Linked DNA regions of Gossypium hirsutum: regions 1 and 2 are each linked to region 3. The links are chromatin contacts, called in public Hi-C maps. All regions are on one chromosome and are shown on one strand. Each heading gives the region's core, a stretch centred on a gene start, on an enhancer-like site or on the middle of the called end of the contact. The rest is flanking DNA. Distances are from core to core; before and after follow the strand shown.

Region 1 (4,386 bases), core at 49-2,548, 160 kb before region 3:
TCCCTGTCTAAAAATGTGCATTTGTAAATGAGCAGAATTTCTATGTGCATGTACCTTTACATTCTTTTGGGTGTTATATCCCTTCTATATATCAAATAAGAATAGTAGTAGCACATTTTTGTTGGCCCGTAGTTAAATTAATGTGGTCACCATTGTATAAGGGAGTCTGACGCAATTCTCTCCGTGACGTGTGGACGCAATAATACCTGCTTGCTTAGAAAGTTCGTTGATTTGCTAATGAAATACTTGGTTTGTAAGTGCAGGTGTGCTCGAACATTTGCATTTTTCTACACAATTGGTTTGCATATCCTAGTGTTTACTTGTCTATACCGAATGTCCGCTCTAAGCTACCTCAGGTGATAACGTGCCCTAATCATTACTATAACTAAGCCAGATTTCCTTTCAGATTAATCTGACTCTACATGTATTTTTTGTTAATGCAGCCATGGCTCTGAGGAAACTGCCGTCGTTGAGAAAAACTTGAACCTTCCGCGTGGATATTAGTGACATCTACCCTTAGCCATTTCTTCATTTATGGTTTGTTCTTGTGAGAAGAATATGGCATTGAAATTAAATTTACAGACTTAATAAACTGTACATGTAACACAATCATGTTATGTTCAAAATAGCTAATAATATACATCCATGTCTTTCGATCTTAAGTTTGTTCTCAACTTGGGTTTGTTACGCCATCCTAATTCCAGTGCACGTATTTTTCTTTTTAAAAAATTGAGATTATTGTCTTGAAAATGGAGGTGAGGAAATTCGATTTCAAAATATTTCTTTTTGAAGAAAATGCCATCTGATAATAATAAGATATTAAGGGGAAATACAAAGTCTTGAAACTAAGAAGAGATAACGCAAAACAGGAGGTTGAAAAAATAATACTATCGAAGAAATGAGAAGTCTGGGTAATCAAAGTCACAAAGCTTCAGCCAAACATTTCCATTCTTCACTGAGTAGACACCGAATCCAACCATTAGCTAGTTCAAGGTGTGTAAATACACACCATACTTTTTACTTATTTTAATATTTGTTTTATTTTTTGTTCTTATTCGTGAATACTATAAGTGGGTGACCTTCACTGTCCTTTCTTTTCTTTTCTGATGAGATTACTTTGGCTTCTTCACTCTAACTTCTCTTTCTTTTTTTCAATAATTCATATTTTTTTCTTTTTCCTAAACTTTTCTTCTTCATAACTCTACTATTTAAACTTTAAACCCTTCTAGATTGAGGGTGGGTGAGGCAGAGTAGACGGTGCTATCCTGGGGCTGAAGAATCTGATGGTCTGATGGGTGTGGGACTGTGGGGGGTGAGGGTCACGGGTAGATTTAGGACATTAGCTTTTAGTTTTCAAAATTTTAAATTTATTTTTATTTATTTTTTTCTGCTTTGGTCTCATAGTTGAAAAGAACCAGACTTTTTTATTATTGGATCGTTTTTCCAGCTTGACCTAATCCAGGGAGTTCAAAATTTCCAAAAGCCGGTTCGACCGGTTTTTCTGATACTCGGTTCAAAAGGATTTTTGCTGTTGAACGGACTGGTTACTTTTCCAGTTCCCAGTTCGACCGGCCAGTCCAGTTTGGTTTTCAAAATATTAGTATTTAGCCTTTAACAAACATGCAACAAGCGAGTTCAAATTAGCTAACAATCGCCAAGCTTGTTTTGCTAAGAGAGCAACATTAAACTTTTATATTTTCATATTTATGAATTGGTTTGATCCTAATTAGAAGTTATCAATTTTCAAATATGATAGATGTTGTTTCTATATTATTATAATTTTTTTATTTGAGTTGGTGTCATAAGTTAATCGGATATTAATTAAATTTGTAAAGGTTTAAAAGTTATTATTTTAAAAAATAACAAACATCTTTACTATAATTAAATTATTGACTAAATTAGTGTCACAAGCAGGATAGTCAGTACTATACCGGTGGACTAATCACTTTTTGTTTGGGTACTAGTATGTACCCGTATTGATATGTTTTGATGTATCTATTTGGATTTATCGATATTGACATGTTTTAATGTACTGTTTTGGATTTATTGATTTTTTAAATATTTTTTTACATATATACTCATTTTTAGTTTTTTGATAAATTATATATGCATTTAAATACTTTTCACATATATTTATAGTATAATTTTTTAGTTTCTTAATAAATTATATATTATTTTGTTAAAAAAAAATTATGTATTACATATAGATACAAATACATCTCCATTACATTCATATAAATATATTTATATGTAAATATAAGTTTAAAATTATTCATTAAGTTCAATAATTTAATTTAATAGCTTTTAATTTTAAATATAATTATAGAAAACTTAAAGTGGTTAAAATAAAAAATTTTAAAATTTTGCACAAATCAATAGGAGCCGGTATGCACCGATACAAACTGATATTGACTGAAATAGACCGAAACACACTGAAATGGTTGAGACACATTAAAATTTTGACCAAAGCAAAACAAAGACTACTTGGTACTGATTTAAACTAGGGGTGTGCAAAACTCGAATCAAGTCGAAGAAATTCAAAGTTTGAGTTATTCGAATTGAGTTGTTCAAACTTTTAAGGGTTTTTTTTTTAATTTTAGGGTTAGAGTTAGAGTTTTTTGTTAAGAATTAGGGTTTAGGGTTTTAAGAGTGAAATCGTGAAAGTTTATATGTAGATTTGAGGGGCCGCTGATGTGATAACGCGTCTTATAACACATAATTTCATATGTCGTGCTGGGATAGAACCATTACCTCAGAAACCCATCCTATTAAAGTCAGGCTTTGAGGTGATAGTGCTTGATACGATCATGGGCTGAAGTTTAAGTGGAGGTCCCAATCGGTGGCCATGATACGATCACGGGTTCGAGTATAACTAGGGGCCAATTGACAGTCATTATGTGGTCACGAGTTTAAGCTTTTTGGATACCTGTAAATGATGCCTTACATATACCATGCATAAGATTGAAGCCATAATCATCGGGAAAAGCAAAGGGCTTTCTAGTGTAATCAACATATATTTTTTTCTATTTCCAGGCCGCTAGTATCTTTAACCTTTCATTCTTAGCTGAAGGTTGACACCGAGGTGAACACAAGAGGACTCTTAGGCAGAGAGCAGATGTTCTGGCACAGTAGAGGTCAAACTCGAGTTGACGTGACAACAATTGTAGTTATTAATGGGTTATTTAATAACAACAACCATTGTCACCTCGAAAAGGGCATCACTTTTACTATATCGCAATAGTCGTTCCTCGCTTGAAAGTCCTCTTGCTTCCACGGCGGTGCCGACCTTTGAATAAGAAAAAAAGGTTAAATATACTAGCTACATGGAAATGGATAAAAAAGTTACACTGATTATAGCAGAAAGCCCTATATTTTTTTCCTATGATTATGCCATCAAACTTCTATATAGTATTTATAAGGCAATATCTCTGGGTATCTGAAAAGTTTGAGTTGGTGCCTGCATAATGACAGTCAACTGGGTCCCTCATTATTGTAACAGTCCGTTTTAAGTGAAATTAGAACAGTGGTTTCGAGACCACAAATCCGAGTCTGTAAGAAAAATTATTTTAAAATTATTTTATGGTCTACCATGAGATAAGAATATCGTATAAAACTTTCTTTAAGAGAATTTTATCGGTTACATGATTAATTGATAAAAGGAAAAGTTGAATTCTAGTAGCTAAAAGGATAAAAAAGGGCTATGTAATTCAAAATTGGAGGTCCTTATATGGCAAATAGACCATTAAGAGAAGTTAGTAGATAAGTATGATGATTCATCCATGGAAAATTTAATAAAGAAAAGGACTAAATTGGAAATTTGAAATAATAAAATATGATAAGTTAATTAAATAATAAAATATCATCTTTTTCATCATCTTTCCCAAATTTTTTTATGGAAACCCTAGCTAAAAGAAGAGAACTCAAACAAGCTTATTTGGCTTAATTGGGTAAGCATTCTTGTCCTGTTTTTGAATGATTTTTATGTTTCCAAGATCGTAATAGCTTAATTTAGCTATCTCGGGGATTAATTTGTAAAGTTATCAAAGTACTAGGGGTTTTCCATGGATGAATATGCTTGAATTATGAAATTTATGGTAGAAAATGAAAGGTTGTTGATAGATAAGCAACTTTTGTAAAGTTAATTTTGATGAAATTATGATTTAGGGACAAAATTGTAAAGATGTACAATTCATGGAAAAATTCTAAACTTTATGAATTACATGGGCTGTAAATATTACATGTAAAAATTGGCTAGGCTTGGAATAAGGATTAAATTGCATGAATTTCATTTTCCGAGCCTAGGGACAAAATCGAAATTAATTAAAAGTATAGGGGCAAAATGGTCATTTTTCTTAAGATATGAATTGCATTGTATTGAATATGAAT
Region 2 (4,349 bases), core at 1,791-4,290, 180 kb after region 3:
TCAGTCAAGAGCTCAAAAGGATCCAAATATCTTTCCTTGATCAAGGAAGAAAACTGTCCATCATATTTTTCCAGGGCACTTTTAATGTGGGGAACTCTTATACTTGACTGCACCCAGAACATGACACAAGACAAATTCAGAGAATTTCAATAAAAGATAAAAAAAGAAGATAAAGAGTGGTATAACTCTAGTTTATGTCCCTATACACATTCAAGTAAGAATGAAAGAAACAATATACGCTCCCTAAAGTACTGAACGACAGAATTCTAAAATTACTGGCCAAAGAGCACAAAAGAGTTAAATTAAAGCACAACCCTTAAGCAAGTAGTTAGTCGAAATGCTAAACATTATTTATGAAAAGATGAATCAGCAAGATCTTAGTAACTTTGGTCCTGATCAAATCTTCTTTATCCAAAGAAATAAGAGTCAAAACAAAAAAGAGGGTGATGGAGAACACCGGCAACAATAATGCATTTTTTGGAGCATGAAAGACGACTCCCTTGCTGAGGTGCCAATTCCTCTGCAGTAGCTGTACAATGGATATGCAGACACCTAGTACGGTGAAATATTAGGGTTTTAACTTACCTGATAAAGTTTTACAATATGCTGCAAACCAGCTCTTGTCCTTTGAATATTGCGCATAAGTCGTTCAATATCTGAAATTCTTCTTAGATGCTGTCTCAAATCTTGGCGAAGCTCAGTATCCTCCACAAAAGCCTGTACCAAATCTAGCCTTGAATTTATCTCACTTATATCTAACAAAGGCTGTTTTAGCCACATATGAAGCAACCGCTTACCCATCCCAGCAGTGCAGGTTCTATTCATAAGACCAAACAAACTAAAATTTTTGTTTGCATCAGTTTTGCTTTCTAGGACATTCAATGCCCTCATTGCAGCAGAATCTAACCTCATGAAGCTGCCCAGATTGTATCTACAAATGCTATAGTTTCCATAATTTCCTTCATCTGCTAGTAATTCTGCATAAGAAAGTAAGGCTCCTAAAGCAGCTGGTGCAAATTCAAACCCAGAAACCAAGTCTCGAACTGGTTCAATGGAGCCTTTGACTAGCCTACCAAGATCCTGCACCAGATCCCTTGCTTTAAATTCAGTTTTCTTTCTCTCAGTTACCATAACACCACATCTGGTCAAAGCATCACTCAGAGTTCTACATTCACTGGATTTTCCACTCTCCAAGGGCAAAAGGCACTCCTTACAACCAAGAGCAACCAAAGCTGACTCCACATTAGTAAAGTGACTATCATCAAGAAACTCAACCAAACCAAGTATTCTCTTTGTTAAATCAACATAACTAAATCCAACAGTGCAACCATTTTCACGGAAGTTAGGAAGCAGTGCGACAACAACAGGTGTATCCTGCATCTCATTGTTGGCAAAGAGAACATCTTCAAAACTGCTCAGATTCCCAGGACTGGCACTTTTCATCAACCTCCAATTGGAGCCACTACCTTCATAGAGCTCCAGAGTGTGGTCTGTTCTCTCCAGGAGAAGATCACGGGTGATTGTTTCAAACATGTTTTTATTAACACTTACACTTGAAAGGCCATTCGAACCACTACCGAGTTGCCGGAGAGCAGTAGTAGTACGATAATACGTTTTTGCGATAAAGGTTGCATTTTCACCATGAGCAGTATAATAATCCTGTATATTCAGAAAACAATAGTTTGGAAATGTGGTGCTTACAATGAAAAGGAAAATAAAACTAGCATTATAGAACAAAATCAATTTGTACAAGTTTTAGAAACCTAATATATACATATGCATTTATATATATGTGTGTAATATGAGAATGTCTTGATGTCCGCTTGTGTATTTTTACAGGCAGCATTGCACATTTACAAATTCTGACAGAGATGAAGGTTGAAATGGTTGACAAGTAGAAAGGGAAAGGTACATATAAGAAAATGGGTAATTAGGGATAGGACATTGCAAAAATGGCAATATACTTTAGCATGAATAAATGGATTTGAAAAATATTTCCAAAACCGTCTGATCCTTTAAAAAATTTAACCATTTTCCCCTGAACTTCAGATAACACACGTATACGTATATAGCAATCTCCTGAAGAACAGTTATATGCAGACCATATTTCCATTTCCTTTTTTATATATTAAGAAATAAAAATATTTAATTTCAAAGACAACCCAACTGGCATTTCTTAATATAGGTGAAAAATAAGCACCCAGTTCTCAAAGCAAATTATTTAACCAATAATCATAATTGAAGTAAAGACAACATAAAATTTTACAACCCACAGTGGTAAAGACTATAAGCCTGAACTAACCCGGCGATCAAAAAACCGAACAGCCCTTGGATCCTGTAAAGGAAGAGACCATATGATCAGGGAAACGAAATATAGTTCAAATTAAATCATTTTTTTCAAACTATATTAAGTATTGACATGGCATTTTCTCCCCCATTTTACCTGTTCTTGTTCGGTTTCATTATATAAGTAAATAAACATTAAAGGAAAAAAAACCATAACTAGTAATATAAATCCCAATAGATAGAAAAAGAAAAGGGGGCCTACATTCGGTAGAGTTTTGAAAAATGAGAGAAACCCTTGAGCCTGCTTAGCGTCTGTTAACAGTAACCCAAAAAAAAAACCAAAAAAGGAGAAAAGTATTATCAACCATAAATTCCTGGAAAAAAATTATCAAAAGAAAATTAAAAGTATCAAAAGAAGTTTCTAACAGAAAAAGGAGTGAGTGGGTACCTAGTTTGAGCTCTGGAAGCTTGTTTTGTTCATCAAAATTTTCATCCATTTTCGAGACAACTTACCAAAAAGCCCAAAAACAGGGGAAAAAAAAGAGAAAGAAAATTGCTACTTTTCAGCTTCAGAGAACAGAAACCAAAAACCTAATCTGATTCTGTAGAAAAACAAAAACACAAAACCTAAAATAAAGGGCCTTTTTCTGATGGCGGGAAAGGAATTGGCGGGGTTGTGAGAAGGTGTCTCCGAAGTACTCCATATTTCTTGGTTGTGTTGAAGTTGGATCAACCTGACCTAAGCTTGGGCCAAGTCCTGAAAACAGATGATAACTTGGAGACTCAATTTATAACTAGAATTGGGCCTTTCTTTCATTTCATCCACTATGCACAAAGCCACAAATTTGTAAGTATCTCAATTCTACTTCATATTTTCTTTTAGGTTTAATGCTACTTTGTATGTCCGTATCAAAATAATATCATTTGTGCTTGTCAATTTAATTGGTTTTTAAAAAATTTTAAAATTGATAATACATATTAATGATATATATTTATTGTTTTATTTTGAAGTCTCGAAATAGAATATTAAAATATTATAATAAATAAAGATATTAATTGTTAAAATAAATTGAAAAATTTAGATTTGAAATATTATATTAAAATGATTAATAAAAAGTAGATATGTCAATATTTTATTATAAAATTTTGTACTAGAAAATAAATTAATTCATGAAAAAATAATAATTAATAGTATTAAAAATAATTTTATTATGAAACATTAATTTAAAAAAGGAGTCCTATGAATTGTAATATACGTTCAAAAATTAAGTAATGTTTAAATTAATTTAATATAAGTTAATGTTTGATAAATTGAAAAATTAAATGCAGAAAAATAAGTGTTGAAAATTTTAAGTACTGAATTTAAGTTATAAAATTGTTTGATAAACATAAATTTTAAATTAAAAAAAATTCTACATTTTATCCTTAATTTTTAAACATTTCACTTTATTCTAAACAAAAATCAAATTTTAAACGTAAAATTTTTATTGGATAATATAATAATAAAATAAATAAAATAAAATTTAATTGATTGAATATATCCTCCATTAAGTGATAAATAGTTCTTATATACTTATTATTTTCAATGGTCTATCAAACAAGCCCTAATTTAAAAAACAATATATAAAAGAGAAATTTATCCAAATTGAAAATAAGTGCCTTAAACGAGGGAGTGTCCATTTGTTAAAAAACTATAATGTGAACATGTTTGTTTATTTCTATTTTAGATAAACCTTATAATATATAATATTAGTCTTCTTACGTGTGATGCACGAGTTTAGTGTATAAATTAATTATAATCCTAAAAGCGATGTAGATTTATTGAATTTGAATATAGTAATAAGTTAGTTAATCAGTAAATTTAAATAATTTAACATTTGCAAATGATAATATTGATTATATGATGAGAGTCTCAAGGCCCAATTTCGGACCTATGGATGTGATGGGCTTACACTACTTCAATGCCCAACAATAAGGTCAAAGGCTAAGTAAATCAAACCAAGATTTGATCAAAGACAAAATACGATGATGAATCTTTTCGAGAAAACAAGGACTGATACATG
Region 3 (4,240 bases), core at 701-3,200:
TTCTTCAATCTAAAGAACAATCACGTTTTGCAAGCACCATATTCTATTGGACTCATTAAGGGTGTCCAATCATTGATGAGGGGTGCAACACAGTGGGAATTACTTCACCATACCCACCTTGTCACCCAAATGCTTTGGCATGGTGCCCTTGCACCTTACAGGGCTGCAGTTGAACCCATATGGAGCCTTTAGCAAGATAAAAATAAAATAAAATACAACAATAGGTCAATTTTATTGACATTTTTGAATTGCAAGAGCAAAATAATGAGTTCCCCTTACTTGGGTTTCAAGGTAAGAGCTGAAAGTGCAGAAACCAATGATGATTTAAGAAGGTACCTAGCAAATACAAAACAATCAGTCATTTAGAATCTTGCTACCTCAGAGTTTGACCAAAACCCAATCAAAGCAAGTTGCTCAAACCACAGACAGTGAAAAGTGCAATCATGAAAAATCTAGGGAAACATAAATAGGTCCAAACACATTCCTACTTGCAGCATATTGAAAAGAATACATCCTCGGGAAATTTTTTGAAAGAGGAAACGGTTAATTACTCGTCGTGATAGATTTCATGGAGAAGTACAAGCCCATCTATGCAATTTGTAAGAGTCGGTTTTACGCCAATTCTATGTTGCAGTTGTTTCTTGTTCATCTGATTGGAGCTACCTTTTGCTAGCTGTTTACCATCATGTTGAAGCTTCTCAAGGGAAAGAACAACACCGCGAAAGTCCTCCCTGAAAATCTTTTTAAAACTAAAGTTAAAACATAACACATTAAAAACAATTTCTAGTTCAAACCTAAGATTTAGCCTTGTTTGTTTGCCAACTTCAATCAATCATTCAATAAATTAATCATAGTGTCATTTATATTCTCAAAAAGCAAATAGAAACAGAGACTTAAACACTTACATTGTATTTTTCATGGAAAGTAAAATGGTTTGCAAAGAATCCATCTGCTTTTGCATCACTGCAGCTTCCATTCCTCCAACACAATTTAAACTGGCATAGTTTTTAGAGTTTTGAATAATCTGATCACCAAAACAAAAAAACAAAAAAAAAACTGTTTTTTGAAGGAAATAAAATAAATAAACAAAATTTGGGAGAGAGAAACAAAGGGGATAACAGACCTGTAATCTGGAAATAATGGAAGAAGCATTTCGAAAGTGGGAAATTAAGCGAGATTGAAGGTCGTCCCATTTACTCATTTCATCTTTTGCTTTCTTGAATTTCTGCTGATATTTCTTTATCATAGCCTCCATCAATTATCGAGTGAATAATGATGGATATCAGGGTGGCGGCGGCAATCGGCAAAACATTACAAGGACGAGGTGGGTTTTGGAATAAAGAAGAGAAAATGTTTGAATTAAGCGGAAGGGCTGTGACTGCAAAAAGGAAAGGAAATAATCTAAAACTACCCATGAGTTCTGGGTCAAATTCGAAGGTAGAAATGTATCCATGGTCCACTAGGTTTTGTCTTTGGTATTCATAAATTTTTTTATATATATTAATAGTCCTTTTTTAGTTTTTTTTTTCACAATCTCGTACTCGAATTCACGTCGTCTTATATTGATAACAACGTTTATATCAATCAAGTTAATAATTTAGATTTTTAATAATTGTATGAGTCATGAACTCATTTGAAAAAATATATCAATCATTTGATTTGATTATTCAACCATGTGTTTAGTGATGTGTTAAATTTAAATTCGATTTTGATTTTCTGTACATTTTAATTATATTAATTGTACCTTAATTTGCTAATTTTCTTTTATCATGCTAATTTGTTTATGGTATTGCATATTAAATTACGCCAAGGGTTGATTGGAAAAAAAGAGGAAATTGAGAAAATAATAGTTTAGGGACTAAATTAAAAGGGAGTGAAATCAGAGGCTTTATGTCTTCATTTGCCCAAGGGCCTAAAAGCCTCCCTAGACCTTTTATATAGCGGCGGCGGTGTTCATATGGGCCTCGAATGGTTGTGAAGCCGATAACGTTGTCGTTTGAAGATTCGAATGAAGTACTACTATTGGGCTACTCTAAGTTCAAGCTTCCCAAAGTTGCAGTCAGTATGAAGAACAAAAGCATTGAAAGCGCTTTACTGAACCCGTAGGAATAATACAAGCCTTTAAATAAGACTGTTTTTACATTTTATCATGAGAGGAAGCCATAAACAACACTTATTTGCCCAAAATAACCCATCTGGCTATTTTTTTAAAGCCAGTTTCATTGCTTCGCTTAGTGAAAAGACTCATCTGGGCAGGGGACTTTGTAGTCAAATAACATGTACCTTTTTTGCAGTCAGAAAAATGGATAACTACAGCAAAAAAACGAAGAGTTCTCTCATCTGCTTTATTCCTTCTGCATATTTTTCATGTTCACAAAAACACAACTTGTTAGGTTACCTTTAAATCATTAATTGAATTTTGAACTTATTGGTGCATAGGAGGTGGTGCCATGGGGTAAGCAACAGGGACAATGTAAGGAGGAGGGGAATGAGGATGGTGAGCAGGAGGAAGCATAACAGGAGTTCCTACAGCAGATCCAATATGCCCTGGAGCAGCAGCAATCGGCCGCCCAACAGGCGCTCCGTACATGCCTAAACCCGGCAAATGCGGCTGAGCCCTGTGCTTCACTGATTGCCCCATGACCGCTGCACCGGGTGAGTTTGTGTTAGCCTGTTGGCCGGTGATAGGCGCTTGATGAGACGTATCCCCATTGTTAACACTCGTGATGTCGTGGATGCTGGACCGCCGCCGGTCTCTATTCATCGAATTTAAGCGTATAAAATACTTTTGTGCATGGCTAGCCACCTGCGTCGGAGTTCTCGATATCACAAAGTTCCTTGAAATGCTTCTCCAATCTCCTTTCCCAAACTTGTCTAAACCAAGTAGAAATAACCTGAATGACACATGTAATGTTGCTTGTCACATTGCATATATCTTTATTTTCTATAAGACCCCAAATCCTAGGGCACTCAAGTCTTAATTCGAGTCACGTTCCAATACTTAAGTCAGTATTTAAGAAAAAAAAAAAACAGAAAAGATGTAGTAGAGGGGAATACCTATGCTCTTCTTCAGTCCATGGGATTCCTTTCCTTCTTTCTTGGTCGGACCTCGAACTCTGTTTCCCTCCATGTCCAGTAGAATCAAGGGTTAACCCCGAAAACCCATTTCCGTAACCGGAATTGGATCTCCTATCAGAATTAGGAGCCATGGAAGGTCCATGAAAATAATCCTTAGCAGAAGAGGAAGGTTCTTCTCCTTTATAACAAGGAAGTGGAACATGACCAGCCTCTATTGCAGTAACATCCTCCACTAATAATTCGTAGTGAAGCTTCAATTCCTCAAGACTTTTAGTAGGAACCGTTGAAGCAATCTTTTCCCATTGCTCTTCACATTCCTCTTTGTCTATCCAATGCATTGCTATTGCGTTTTCAAATGCCTTCTCTTCTTCCCTGCTCCAACTAACACTTCCTGCCATACTACCAATAATACCCTACAAAAGAGGTCACTCAATTTCTAAGCTCAATGTTCTCTATGTTCAACAGCTTGGTTGCATTTGGAAGGGGTCGAAAAATAAAAATAAAATAATGGGAAATGAGAGTGTAGGATAAGGGATAGAAGTATAAAATAAATTAGGGGGAAATTAAAATATAAAACATAAAATGAAATTGATATGGACCACTTTGAAAGCAATTCATAAATTGTCAATCTTCACTGATAGTCGACTGAAAGGAGTAAAGTCGACTTGTTTTTAAATATCTAGATTGAGTTCAAATTCTGAAATTATCACTATTAGAAAGGTTTCTCTTAAATACTACTTCTACTCAAATAGAATTAGTCTCAAACAATAGAGTGAATTATGACACTTGTAGCTATAAAAAAAATTAAATTTTCATGTTTCTAAATAGAATGTAAGAAAAATTAAATAAAATTTAAAAAATACATAAAATGCTTTCTTTTTAATGCATTTGTAGTTATACATATTTTTTTTAATCTCTTTTTTTTTCAAGAAATTTAGTCTATGTAGTTTTTTTTATTTTAAAATTTAAATCTAATTAATAAATTTATGCTAAATTCGAATATATGATATTTCAATATTCAATGATTTGATTTAAAGAAATTAAAGAACTAACACATTCAAATTTAATAAAAGTTAACAAACGGTTTTATCAATTAATTTTTTTTATATTAAAATTTTAAATCAGACTATTCAAGAGATTAAAATTTTAAAATTAAAAGTAG

Evidence for each region. A called contact is a pair of places that touch in the nucleus more often than the background predicts.
Region 1: a contact with region 3 is called in a Hi-C map of leaf, with 3 times the contacts expected there. The contact joins the enhancer-like site here to the promoter of LOC107888845 in region 3. A contact is called at or near these places in 9 of 34 Hi-C or Micro-C datasets (anther, callus, hypocotyl and 2 more).
Region 2: a contact with region 3 is called in a Hi-C map of leaf, with 2.5 times the contacts expected there. The contact joins the promoter of LOC107897679 here to the promoter of LOC107888845 in region 3. A contact is called at or near these places in 2 of 34 Hi-C or Micro-C datasets (both in leaf).

The regions. Positions count from the first base shown.
Region 1 is chrD09:24,510,348-24,514,733 of Gossypium_hirsutum_v2.1, reverse strand. It overlaps LOC107892018 (protein CASP), which reads left to right. Exons shown (of 19, transcript XM_016816980.2): 18 at 264-356; 19 at 444-662. The coding sequence ends at 504. Among protein-coding and RNA genes, the nearest start is that of LOC107892018, 20 kb to the left of the region's middle. Within about 2 kb of position 1,298, at least 7 of the 9 cell types and tissues checked have an H3K27ac peak or open chromatin away from gene starts, as enhancers often do. A contact at or near this core is called in hypocotyl and leaf, where this site is marked.
Region 2 is chrD09:24,177,320-24,181,668 of Gossypium_hirsutum_v2.1, reverse strand. It overlaps LOC107897679 (DNA mismatch repair protein MSH2), which reads right to left and starts at 3,040. Exons shown (of 12, transcript XR_005918577.1): 1 at 2,735-3,040; 2 at 2,549-2,598; 3 at 2,303-2,335; 4 at 586-1,659; 5 at 1-107.
Region 3 is chrD09:24,355,911-24,360,150 of Gossypium_hirsutum_v2.1, reverse strand. LOC107888845 reads right to left here and starts at 1,950. Exons shown (of 6, transcript XM_016813093.2): 1 at 1,124-1,950; 2 at 906-1,024; 3 at 552-731; 4 at 280-336. The coding sequence starts at 1,255. It overlaps LOC107888844 (transcription factor MYBS1), which reads right to left and starts at 3,716. Exons shown (of 2, transcript XM_016813091.2): 1 at 3,058-3,716; 2 at 2,066-2,894. The coding sequence starts at 3,476. The coding sequence ends at 2,426.